Regions from separate parts of the Sus scrofa genome. Here regions 1 and 2 are each linked to region 3. Evidence: chromatin contacts called from public HiChIP or PLAC-seq data. All regions are on one chromosome and are shown on one strand. Each heading gives the region's core, a stretch centred on a gene start, on an enhancer-like site or on the middle of the called end of the contact. The rest is flanking DNA. Distances are from core to core; before and after follow the strand shown. Region 1 has its middle 43 kb from the start of ARL8B. Region 2 has its middle 45 kb from the start of BHLHE40. Region 3 overlaps ITPR1 (inositol 1,4,5-trisphosphate receptor type 1).

What was found. HiChIP or PLAC-seq counts read pairs in DNA pulled down with a chosen protein or histone mark.
Region 1: an H3K27ac HiChIP or PLAC-seq map of alveolar macrophages shows a contact between it and region 3, with 6 times the contacts expected there. The contact joins two enhancer-like sites. A contact is called at or near these places in 8 of 47 Hi-C or Micro-C datasets (alveolar macrophages, blood, embryonic fibroblasts and 2 more) and 2 of 2 datasets of contacts at active chromatin or transcription factors (alveolar macrophages and skeletal muscle).
Region 2: an H3K27ac HiChIP or PLAC-seq map of skeletal muscle shows a contact between it and region 3. The contact joins two enhancer-like sites. A contact is called at or near these places in 1 of 5 promoter capture datasets (liver), 32 of 47 Hi-C or Micro-C datasets (adipose tissue, alveolar macrophages, blood and 16 more) and 2 of 2 datasets of contacts at active chromatin or transcription factors (alveolar macrophages and skeletal muscle).

What each region holds. Positions count from the first base shown.
Region 1 is chr13:61,595,966-61,599,634 of Sscrofa11.1, forward strand. No RefSeq gene overlaps it. Among named protein-coding and RNA genes, the nearest start is that of ARL8B, 43 kb to the right of the region's middle. Within about 2 kb of position 2,361, at least 4 of the 83 cell types and tissues checked have an H3K27ac peak or open chromatin away from gene starts, as enhancers often do. A contact at or near this core is called in alveolar macrophages, where this site is marked.
Region 2 is chr13:61,570,916-61,574,121 of Sscrofa11.1, forward strand. No RefSeq gene overlaps it. Among named protein-coding and RNA genes, the nearest start is that of BHLHE40, 45 kb to the left of the region's middle. Within about 2 kb of position 1,541, at least 66 of the 83 cell types and tissues checked have an H3K27ac peak or open chromatin away from gene starts, as enhancers often do. A contact at or near this core is called in alveolar macrophages, liver and skeletal muscle, where this site is marked.
Region 3 is chr13:61,273,913-61,277,112 of Sscrofa11.1, forward strand. All of the region lies in intron 39 of ITPR1 (inositol 1,4,5-trisphosphate receptor type 1), which reads left to right. Among named protein-coding and RNA genes, the nearest start is that of ITPR1, 210 kb to the left of the region's middle. Within about 2 kb of position 1,644, at least 14 of the 83 cell types and tissues checked have an H3K27ac peak or open chromatin away from gene starts, as enhancers often do. A contact at or near this core is called in alveolar macrophages, liver and skeletal muscle, where this site is marked.

The DNA of each region.
Region 1 (3,669 bases), core at 1,111-3,610, 320 kb after region 3:
TCTATGGATCTGACTATCTTTTAGGACAGTGACCCTGTTCTGAATTTCGGGATTCCTTCCCCTTCCAGTTCGTCGTCTTTCCCCTGACATCCACTGAGCATTAACTGTCTACCAGGCACCAGGCTATATGCCACAGGATACAGGCTAATGGACTTGATGTACTGTCTGCCTTCAGGAGTATCCGGTCTAGTGAGAGAGATGGACCCTGAGCAAATTCTTACACCAACAATAATTGTCATTATAATAGATGCTAAGAAGGAAAAGGCTGGGCACCGTGAGGAAAAGGGTAAGAAGGCCACTGCACCTAGCTTGACGGTTTAGGGACACCCTCTTCCAGGAAGTGATGTTAGAACTGAGACCTGAAGGGCGAACAGAAATTAGCCAGCCAAAGAGTGACTGGTTTGGGATGTGGGCGAGGAAGCTTAGTGTTTTTGAGAAACAAGGAAATGGCCAGTGTGGCTGAAGCTCAGCACACACTGTGGGAAGTGATGTGATCCAGAGCCAGGGAGGGGCAGGGGCCAGGGCTAGCCTACTTTCCCCTCCCTTGGTACCTTTAGTTCTGATGTGGACTGTTCCCAGAGGGAAGGAGACAGACCCCCAGACTTGTCTTGTGGTCACATGGCTGCAGGTTCCTTTGTGTCTAGCTAAGGCTTCCTCCCTGGGTTTCACTCACCTGCAGCTCTCTGGTCCCACAGCTCTCCCTTCACGGATATGGGGGCTGTGAGGCTTTCTCCTGGGCATTCAGTGACCCCCAAGCACTGAGACCAGAGATTTGGGGAGCCCTGGTTCTGTTACTCAGGTGATGTGGTTTCCTCTTCTTGTTCTGCCTGTGATCTGGTGTCCCAGTAAAGAACTGAGCCCCGGAGTTCCCATTGTGATGCAGCGGAGACGAATCCGACTAGGAACCACGAGGTTGTGGTTTGATCCCTGGCCTCGCTCAGTGGGTTAAGGATCTGGTGTTGCTGTGAGCTGTGGTGCAGGTCACAGATGCGGCTCGGATCTGACATTGCTGTGGCTGTGGCTGTGGCTGGCAGCTATAGCTCCCATTAGACCCCCTAGCTGGGAACCTCCATATGCCATGGGTGTGGCCCTAAAAAAAGACAAAACACACACACACACATAAAAGAACCAAGCCCCCCTTCCTACCTCCACCCAGAAACTGGCTCCTTCATAACAGGGAGAATGGCTGCCTTCCACATGCACCCCTGGTTCCCTTGACTAAAACTGAACTGTGGCTCCTCCATGTGAAGTTCTCCAGGTTCAAAGGGCAGCAGAGCTGGACAGAATCCTGCTCTTGAACAGCTTGCTGGCCACCAAGCAGCCTGCTAAGCATCTTCCCTATGATGTCATCACACCCCTAGAACAACCCTGCATGGTAGGGACTGCTGTTGGTGCCCATTTCACAGATGGCAAAGAGAGGTCAAACCACTGGCCCAAAGTCACACTTCTCAGCAGTGGCAAGGCTGAGATTTGAACCCATCTGTTCCCAGAGCCCAAGTTCTTAGCCAATGCCCTCTGTTCCCTCTATTCAGCTCTCTGTCAATTTCTGGAACTGTCCTTAGACTGTGATCCTCCTACTGGGGTCTTGTCTTGTGGGTGGCCTTGTGGGTGCTCCAGGGCCCATGCTTTCCTGTGGCTTCAGCTCACCTTCTTGTTCTTACATGCAAGGCCTCTCTCTGTTCTGTCATCTGCTGGCTGTGTGCCCTCCTGCCATCAGTAAGGTGTGCTCTCTGGAGCTGGAGTGTCGCCCACTGCCTGAGGTTCAGCCTGTCATTCACAGGGACATATCTCTTCTCTCCAGAGTCACCATCAATTCTTCTCAGGCCCCTCCACTTGCCTGACTGCTGCTTCTCTGACTCCTATTGACCCTCTGACTCCCATCTGGGTGATAGGGTTCAGAGTAGGCCCCTTGGTAACCCAAAGAGTGACCAAAAGACCTGAAATTCTCTTAAGGGTTGTGATGGCAAGGAAGTGTTTCTCAATGGGGATGGCACCATCCTTAGGCGAGGTTTCCTTGTGACATTGCTTTTGGTTTTTACAAGGATTGCAGGGCTGTGGGGGTAGAGATGGGGAAGTCTTGTGGCTTTCTGGCTTTGGGGAGCAGGGTGAGACAGGCCTGTGGGGCAAAGAGTTGTCTTGTGTCCTGTCAGGATTTAAAATGCCCCACAACTGACACAAGTGAGAACTTATTTTTCATTTTCTGAGCATAGATCCTAATTTTTTTTTCCACCAGCCACTGAGCTTCCCAGGAATGCCACTGTTATAAAAATGGAAGGAAGTCTCTAGCACTTTACCAAGAGTACTTTGCCATTTTGGAAAATTATGTCATTAATGGCAGCACCACTCTCAAGATCTGAGTCACCAGAGCCACATAATTGCATCAGTCTTCACTTTTAGCTATTTCATTCATGGAGAGTCTCTGTATGCCTGTCTAGCCCTTATTTGGAAATAGCAAGTATAAGGTAAAAGGGTCAACAATATTCAGTTAAATGTGGTCTAACTCCTCTGAAATCCAGGCATGAAAAGTAAAATTCATGAAAAGTAGGTACAAACATTTGACTACTCACTGATTCTTGAATCAGCTGAGCACTTTCATACTGAAATACATATTATACTTTTTTTTTTTTTTTTTTTGCATTTTTGGGCCACACCCTCAGCATATGGAAGTTCCCAGGCTAGGGGTTGAATGGGAGCTACAGCTGCCGGCCTATGCCACAGCCACAGCAACACCTGATCAGAGCCCTATCTGCAACCTATACCACAGCTCATTGCAACGCCAGATCCTTTAACTCACTGAGCGAGACCAGGGATGGAACCTGAGTACTCACAGATGCTAGTCAGATTTGTTACCACTGAGCCACAGGGGAACTCCCATGACATACATATTATACTGTTGACTGTGTCTTATTTTCCTTTATATGCCAGAACAATATGCTGATTTTTAGAAAAAATTTTTCGTAGGTATATTATACTAGCTGTGAATTTCAGTTCCGGATAGTAAGGGCAGTGTTACAAAAATACTTGTTTTAAGAAAAAGGGGTTGCAATGGAACTATGAACTACAGTTTTAAGAAAATAAGGTTGACTTCTATTTTGGTGCCAAAATTTACACAGCATATAAATGAGAGTCCTAGCCAAGCCTCCCCGGCAAGCAAGGACTTTATCGGCTATTTTTGCTCTAGACTTTCCTATTCCATTCCTCATGTTGAGAATTTTCTAGGGTTCTGTTCTTTGGGGAAGATTTTGATATTTGTAAAGAGTCAACAGTTTTTCAGACCAAATTGACATGACCAAGCTGGGTGATCCAACTAAATAATTTTACAAATATATTTTGGCCCTGCCTGGAGTATTTGGAAGTTCCCCAGCCAGGGAGCAAACCTGCTCCAGAGCAGCAACCCAAGCTGCCACAGTGAGAACTGCGGGATCCTTAACCCGCTGAGCCAAAAGAGAATTCCTGAAAAATGATACTCTTGGCCATGGGCTGTGATATTTGGGGGCAGGGATTTTTATCCATCTTTGCCTCTCTCTCCCAGCACTTAGTACGGGGCAATAGTAGATGCTCAGTATGGAGATGAACTAAATTTTGACAGATAGGTGATGTGCGCTTGGTGTGCATGGTGTCATACTGAATTTAAATAATACAGCAGTGTGTACTATAGCAGAAAATGAA
Region 2 (3,206 bases), core at 291-2,790, 300 kb after region 3:
AATTACTTCACCAGTTTGTGCCTCAGTTTCCTCATTTGCAAAGCAGGGTCCAAAGTAATAGAACTGACTTCAGAGAGTTGTTGTACCAAGAGTGGTAATGACTAGTGGGTGCCTGATGTACAGTGGGTATTCAGTGTTAGCTGCATTTGTTATTATTATATAAGCCTTATTCCTTTTTTAGGATTATTTTTGTCCTGACCTTCTCAGTTATTATTCACACAGAATTAAAAATTAAATGCATGGTCTCCGCGCAGTAAAAAAATGCAGTCTTGGTTCCAGAGACTAAAGGTCATACCCACCATTTTAATTCATGGTTCCAGAGGCTGCTTGGTAATGGTTAAGATCTCTGGTTTAGGATTCAGTTCTGATTTTACCCCCTAATCGGTCTCAGATTTACTGGATATTCTGAGTTTTCTTCTCTAGAATGGGACAAGACCTACCTCTTAAGGTTGTGGGAAAGAATAAATGAGTTCACTTCTATGTCTGGTTGAACGTGTTCAACGCCCCACTATTATTATCAACCCCCACTCCCTTAGCCTGGCACAGTCTAGGTGCTCAATTAGCTTGCCAAAGCGAACTAAAACAAACTGCTTCACTGAGGGTAGCTTCAGCCAGAGAATCTTTTGAAGATAATCATTAGAAACTGCTCCTTGAAAGAAAAGAAAAAAAAAAAAAAAAAAAAAAGCAAAAACTTAAAGGACTGAAAAATCAGTTCTGCCTCATACAGGTTGTTTTAGGGCTCCTTTTTGGTCTTCCGATTTCACCCCCCTCCCGCCCCGCGCGCGCCTCCCCGCCCAGGGATGTTTCTAGACACTTGGTGAGAGTGCTTCGAGATCTTGATAATCCTGTAGAATAAGGAAGGTGGCCCTGCAGGGCGCCCCCAGGGGAAAATCCGGGAGGCGCAGCCCTGTCCCCCTGCGCGAGCATCCTAGAGCCAGTGGTTTCCTGAGTGGGCCGTGCTCCGGGTCACTTCTCGAGGGCGGGTTGGCTTCGCCAAGGCTACCAGGATGCTGTCGTCTCCATGACAACGGAGTGCGGGCGAGGAGAGGCAGCAAGCAAGTGGTGTCATCCTCCGAAACCAAAAGCCCCCGCCCCCACGCGGGCCGGCCCCAGGCCGCAGGCGGTGGAATTCTTCTGGGAAGGCGGCTGACGTCGCGGGCGGCCCTGGCCCCAGCCTTGGCAGCGCTGATGCAAGCGCAGCCCCGTGCCTGCAGGCAGGCAGCCCCGGGGGAGAGTTGGCGCTGCGCTCCGTCTTGTTCCCTTCCGGCCACCCCGCCTGGTTTTCCCTGTGCAGAGTCAACAGCTCCTGGGTGCTTTCTCACTGACAGGCCCAGTGGAGGGGGGGGGGGGGGGCGGGGAAATGCCCAAACCAGTTCTCCCCCTCTGCTCTTCCCAGACTTCTCAGGAAAATCCGAGCCTCCCAACCTGGCCACGTTTGGATCAATGGGAAGGGCTCTGGCGGCTCTCAACCGCTCCCCGGAGAGGGCCCAGGTTGCCTGAGATACCTGGTGCCAGATGATGCCAAGTAAACCGCCCGGATCACGAGGGAACCTTGTGTCTCTACACAGCAAGGCGGTAAAGGGCCTCCGGGGTGGAGATGGTGCAGCCAGAGCTGGTCTCCATCGCCCTCTGCTGGGCAGAAGATAAGGTTGCTCTAAAGTTCCCGCTGGGACCTCCCAAAGGGAGGGAGGTGGGTGGTGGAGTGGGGGCTGTAATATTAAGAGTTCACCCTCCTAAAAAAAAAGACAGACCAGGAAACCGAGGCTCAGAGAGGACAAGGGACCTGTCATTTGTTTTGCAGCTCCTTTAGGTCCAAGTCGGAACCAAAAGTCGAATTGACACCCTCATTGAACGATCTCTAGGTTTTGGGGGGTTTTTGGTTTGTTTTCCTCTTTCTAGGGCTGTACCTGTGGCATATGGAAGTTTCCGGACTAGGCAGCTGCCAGCCTGTGCCACAACCACTCAAGATCTGAGCCAAATCTGTGACCTACGTCATAGCTGGGGTCAACACGAAGCCAGGGGTCAAACCCAAAACCTCCTGGATACAAGTCGGGTTCCTAACCTGCTGGGCCATAAGGGGAACTCCCTCTAGGGTTGTTTTAAAGTGAGAAGTCATCCCACTCTTTATCATGGAGATGGCTCTTTACACGCCCCCACACTGTGAGGCCTTTCTCCATTGCTATATCACAACACATCACCAGTTCCAAGTGTGGTCCAGGACCCACCCTCTGTGTGTGGGGGTGGGGTGGGGGAATACCCAAACTCAAAACTATTTTTATAGCAAAACTAGGAGGGTATTTGCCTTTTTCACTATTTCTCTCTTATGTGTGCAGTGGAGTTTTCCAGAGTTCACATGACATATCATGCTCCAAAAGACTGAATGCAGAAGCAGGTATGAGTATCTAGACTTCTTCTATTAAGGCAGACATTTAAAGGGATTTGCAAGCATGTGAACCTATGTCACTCTTCTTATTAATTCTTTTAGTTTTAGAAAATAAGGCTAATGAAATTTTTTAAAAAGAATAAGGAAAGAAAAAATAGAAAATATGACCATTTTAATAAAATATGTTTTATATATAGGTAAGATTTATTTATTTTAATTTTTTTTTTTTTTTTTTTTTTCTTTTTTTAGGGCTGCTCCTGCAGCCTACAGAAGTTCCCAAGCTAGGGGTCTAATTGATGCTGCAGCTGCCGGCCTACACCACAGCTCACGGCAACACCAGATCCTTAACCCACTGAACAAGGCCAGGGATCAAACCTGAGTCCTCATGGGTACTAGTCAGGTTTGTTACCGCCGAGCCACAATGGGAATTTCCAAAGTTTATTATTTTAAGGTGAATTAACAATGTTTGTAAATATTACTAGTTTTCATTTCTGACATGGTAAATACTGATAGATAGAACCCACATAAACAAAGCTGGTTAGGATCCTCACCAGTCTTTAAGAGTGCAATTTGAGCCTGCGACCAAAAAGTCTGAGAATAGCTGCTCTGGGAAGTAGCCTCTTCCCAGTCACTGTTACGTCATTCTCTTTTATATACTTCACGGTCCTTTTCACTAAAGCAATTGCCTTGTTTTCATTATTGATCAATCAACTGGAGATCTCATTCAAATGCAGGTTTGGATTCTGCAAGTCTGGGGTGGGGCCCAGAGTATGCATTTCTAATCAAAAGTGCTACTGACACTGCTGGTCCAGGGACCACACTT
Region 3 (3,200 bases), core at 394-2,893:
AACAAAACAGAACAAAAACATGGACTTGAGTTTAAATCTCACCAGTCTTCATATGAAGGTAATACTCTTCACCAATTGTCTTTAAACAATTTTTATCAGCATGTTCCCAGTAGGTAAATATACTGATATCATTGACTTACCAAAATACCCAGTAACACATTTATTCATCTTTGTGAAGAAGCCTTAATAATTAAATCACAGCCTTCCTTGTCAAAAGGAATAGTGACAACCAGAATTATAAAAGCCTGTCAGAATCTTGCTTTCTAACCTAAGCAAGATGTATCATTAATATTAGAGCAATTTAACATGTGAGTCTTTGAATAAGAAAAAAATAAAGCAGAAAGGTACACAGACTTTTTTGCAGTATACACTCCCCCACTGCCCCCAGGGCACAAAGCTTTTAAATGTTGCTTTAAATTGGTAAAAATAAATTTAAGTTAAAACTTGAATAAATGTTGTTTATTTCAAAAGAAGTGTTGATAACTCAGGAGGAATTTTGTGGAGGAAACTGGACAGAAAAGAGTTTATAAACATAAATAATAAAAGCAAAGAAGTGGGGTACAAGTGGGAAGTAATATGACTGGCCTCACAACACCTGTGAAGGCACCTAGGTAGGTCTTAAAAAAAAAAAAAGGTGAGAGGGGAGCATAAGAGAGAATATACTTGTCAGATAAGTGAATAATAACCATTTATTCCACAAGATCTTTCTTTTTCTTAAAGTGAAGTTTAAGAAATGTTTAAGGGAGTTCTCTCTGTGGTGCAGTGGGTTAAGGATCTGGCGTTACTGCACCTGTGGTGTAGGTCGCAGTTTCAGCTTGGATTCGATTCCTGGGAACTTCAATATGCTGTGAGTGTGGCCAAAAAGAAAAACAAAGTTTAAAAAACATGATCCTAGTTTTAGAAATTCACTCTCCATAATAAGATAAAACCCACTAGGAGCCCTAACCAGCTGTGAATATATTTGCACTTTGGGGCATGAAACTTGATTTTTAAAATGCGGAGGCCACAATTTTCTCTTCTTGTGAGAATATCTGTTGCTTTCTATAACCGACATATTTAAGGAACACTTTGTGTCTCCACTCCAGTGAGTTTTGCACATTGCGATTATACTTTCATTTCTCTTAAGTTTTCTTTGTATGACATGGAAAGTGGAAGTACCAGGAGTTGGCTGAGTCTCTGTGGTTCGGCAGAAAAGCATAGCAGGGTCTTTGGGGCCCTGTAGAAGGTGCTCTCTGCTGCCTCTCCCTGCCTATCGGGCAGGGAGGACACTGCTTTAGCTCCTGGCAGGTGGCGGATCTGAGATGTTGTCACATTGCCTGTGAGAAGGCTCATGGAGAGGGCCAGGGCAGTAGAGGGCAGCAGGTGGAGGTCACTATCAAAGAGTTACCAGAGTTTAGAGGAGGTTCTTAAGCTGTAGCTCAGATCCCTTTTCAGCTGGTAAAGAAATTGGTCCCACAGAGCAGATAGAGGGTAGGAGGCAAGATGACATTTCTTTCCAGTCTGGTTGGTGCCACCATTCCATCCCCTTTGTGAAAGTGAAAATATGCTAAGCAAGTGTGGGAAATGCCACGCAACCGAGGAAGACAGTCTAGAAACCTGGGTTAGTCAGGAGGTCCAGCACCTCCTGGCACTTACATGTGATGCTTCTGGCCCTGCACTCTGGCTGCTGGAAAAGGCTACTTAACCATTCACTGTAGAAGGCAGTGGGGGGCACTAAATGATTTCTGTTCCTTCCAGTTTGGTTATTGGTATAACTTTGTCCCATCTCATTAAGGCTTTTGGATAATGCCTTTGATAATCTCTTGACTGCCCCTGTTTGACTGAAAAAGGAGCGGGGATAGGCCTACTCCTTCAAGGGTGAAATGAACCCAGAGCCAAAGCACTAACCTTTCTTGGGCAAACCAGTGGGTATTAGTCAATCAAGTACATGATGTGTTCTTTGAACTGGGTTCTCAGGACACAAGGGCAGGTGTTACTGCCATGCTGTCTCCCTGGCTCAGTTTTCCTATTTGTTGCCCCTTACATGGAGCTTGTCCCATGACTCATACCCTGCTGGGATATCCAGGGTTGCTCTGTTGCCCTGCCCTCTCCTGAGTCTTCAGGGTGGTTGGATCTGGTCCACTGGGCACTGGCATCACCTGTGGTTTGTGTCAGGCCCTGGAGGAACGAGTCAGATCCGTGAAAAGCCAGTGGTCAGTCCACTTGTCTTGGTCCACTGCCTAAGAAAAAGAGAGAACTATGACCTAGGACGGCAAGGTGGGGGCTGGGCAAAGAAGGTCGGCACATAATTCAGTCATGATCATTTAGGAATTAAAGACATCTTTAACTATTGTGTCCCTTAAATACAATGAGCCAGCAATATTTACCAAGAGTGGTAAATATTAAAAAATATATATTAGTAAGGTTCACCAAAATAAGTTCCTGTTGTGGCTCAGCAGGTTAAGAACACGACATAGTGTCTGTGAGGATGGGGGTTCGATTCCTGACCTCACTCAGTGGGTTGAGGATCTGGTGTAGGAGGCAGATGGGGCACAGGTACAGATGCAGCTCAGATCTGGTGTTGCTCAGGCTATGGTGTAGGCCTACACCTGCAGCTCCAGTTTTACCCCTAGCCTGGGAACCTCCATATGCCTAAAAAGAAAAAAATAATAAAAATAAAAAATTTTTAAAAATTTAAAAAGGATCAACAAAATAATGTGGAATATAATTTCATGTGATTTTTGTGTCCTTCATAAGCTAATAAACTTATGTATTCAAAGTTAATAAACTTTAAAATCAGGACTTTGCAACCATTCTGTGTGTGTAATGCCTACTAAACTCTGCTTTTAATTTACAGATCAAACCACATTTAAAAAAAAAATAACCACCCATAGCTAAACATCTTTAAAATTTAGCCTGAATCTCCCTATAACTCAGAGAACATCTTCAGGTTCCTAGACCCTGCTTGAAAAGAAAGCGTAGTTATTTTATATATTGGCTGCTCTGTAATCTACTATAGGATTTTTATTAAGCTGTTTTTTATCTAAGTTATTATTCAAAGAGCTTTGCAAAGAAATTCAGACTCCAACAATTAAATATAAATGGATATCTCAGCTTATATAAAAATCTATTTTTCTCATGAATGGTAGTAGCTGTTTTACTACTAGAAAGTTTTTGACCTCAAGTAACATCAGGGTTTTCATTTCATACAAATTATTGGT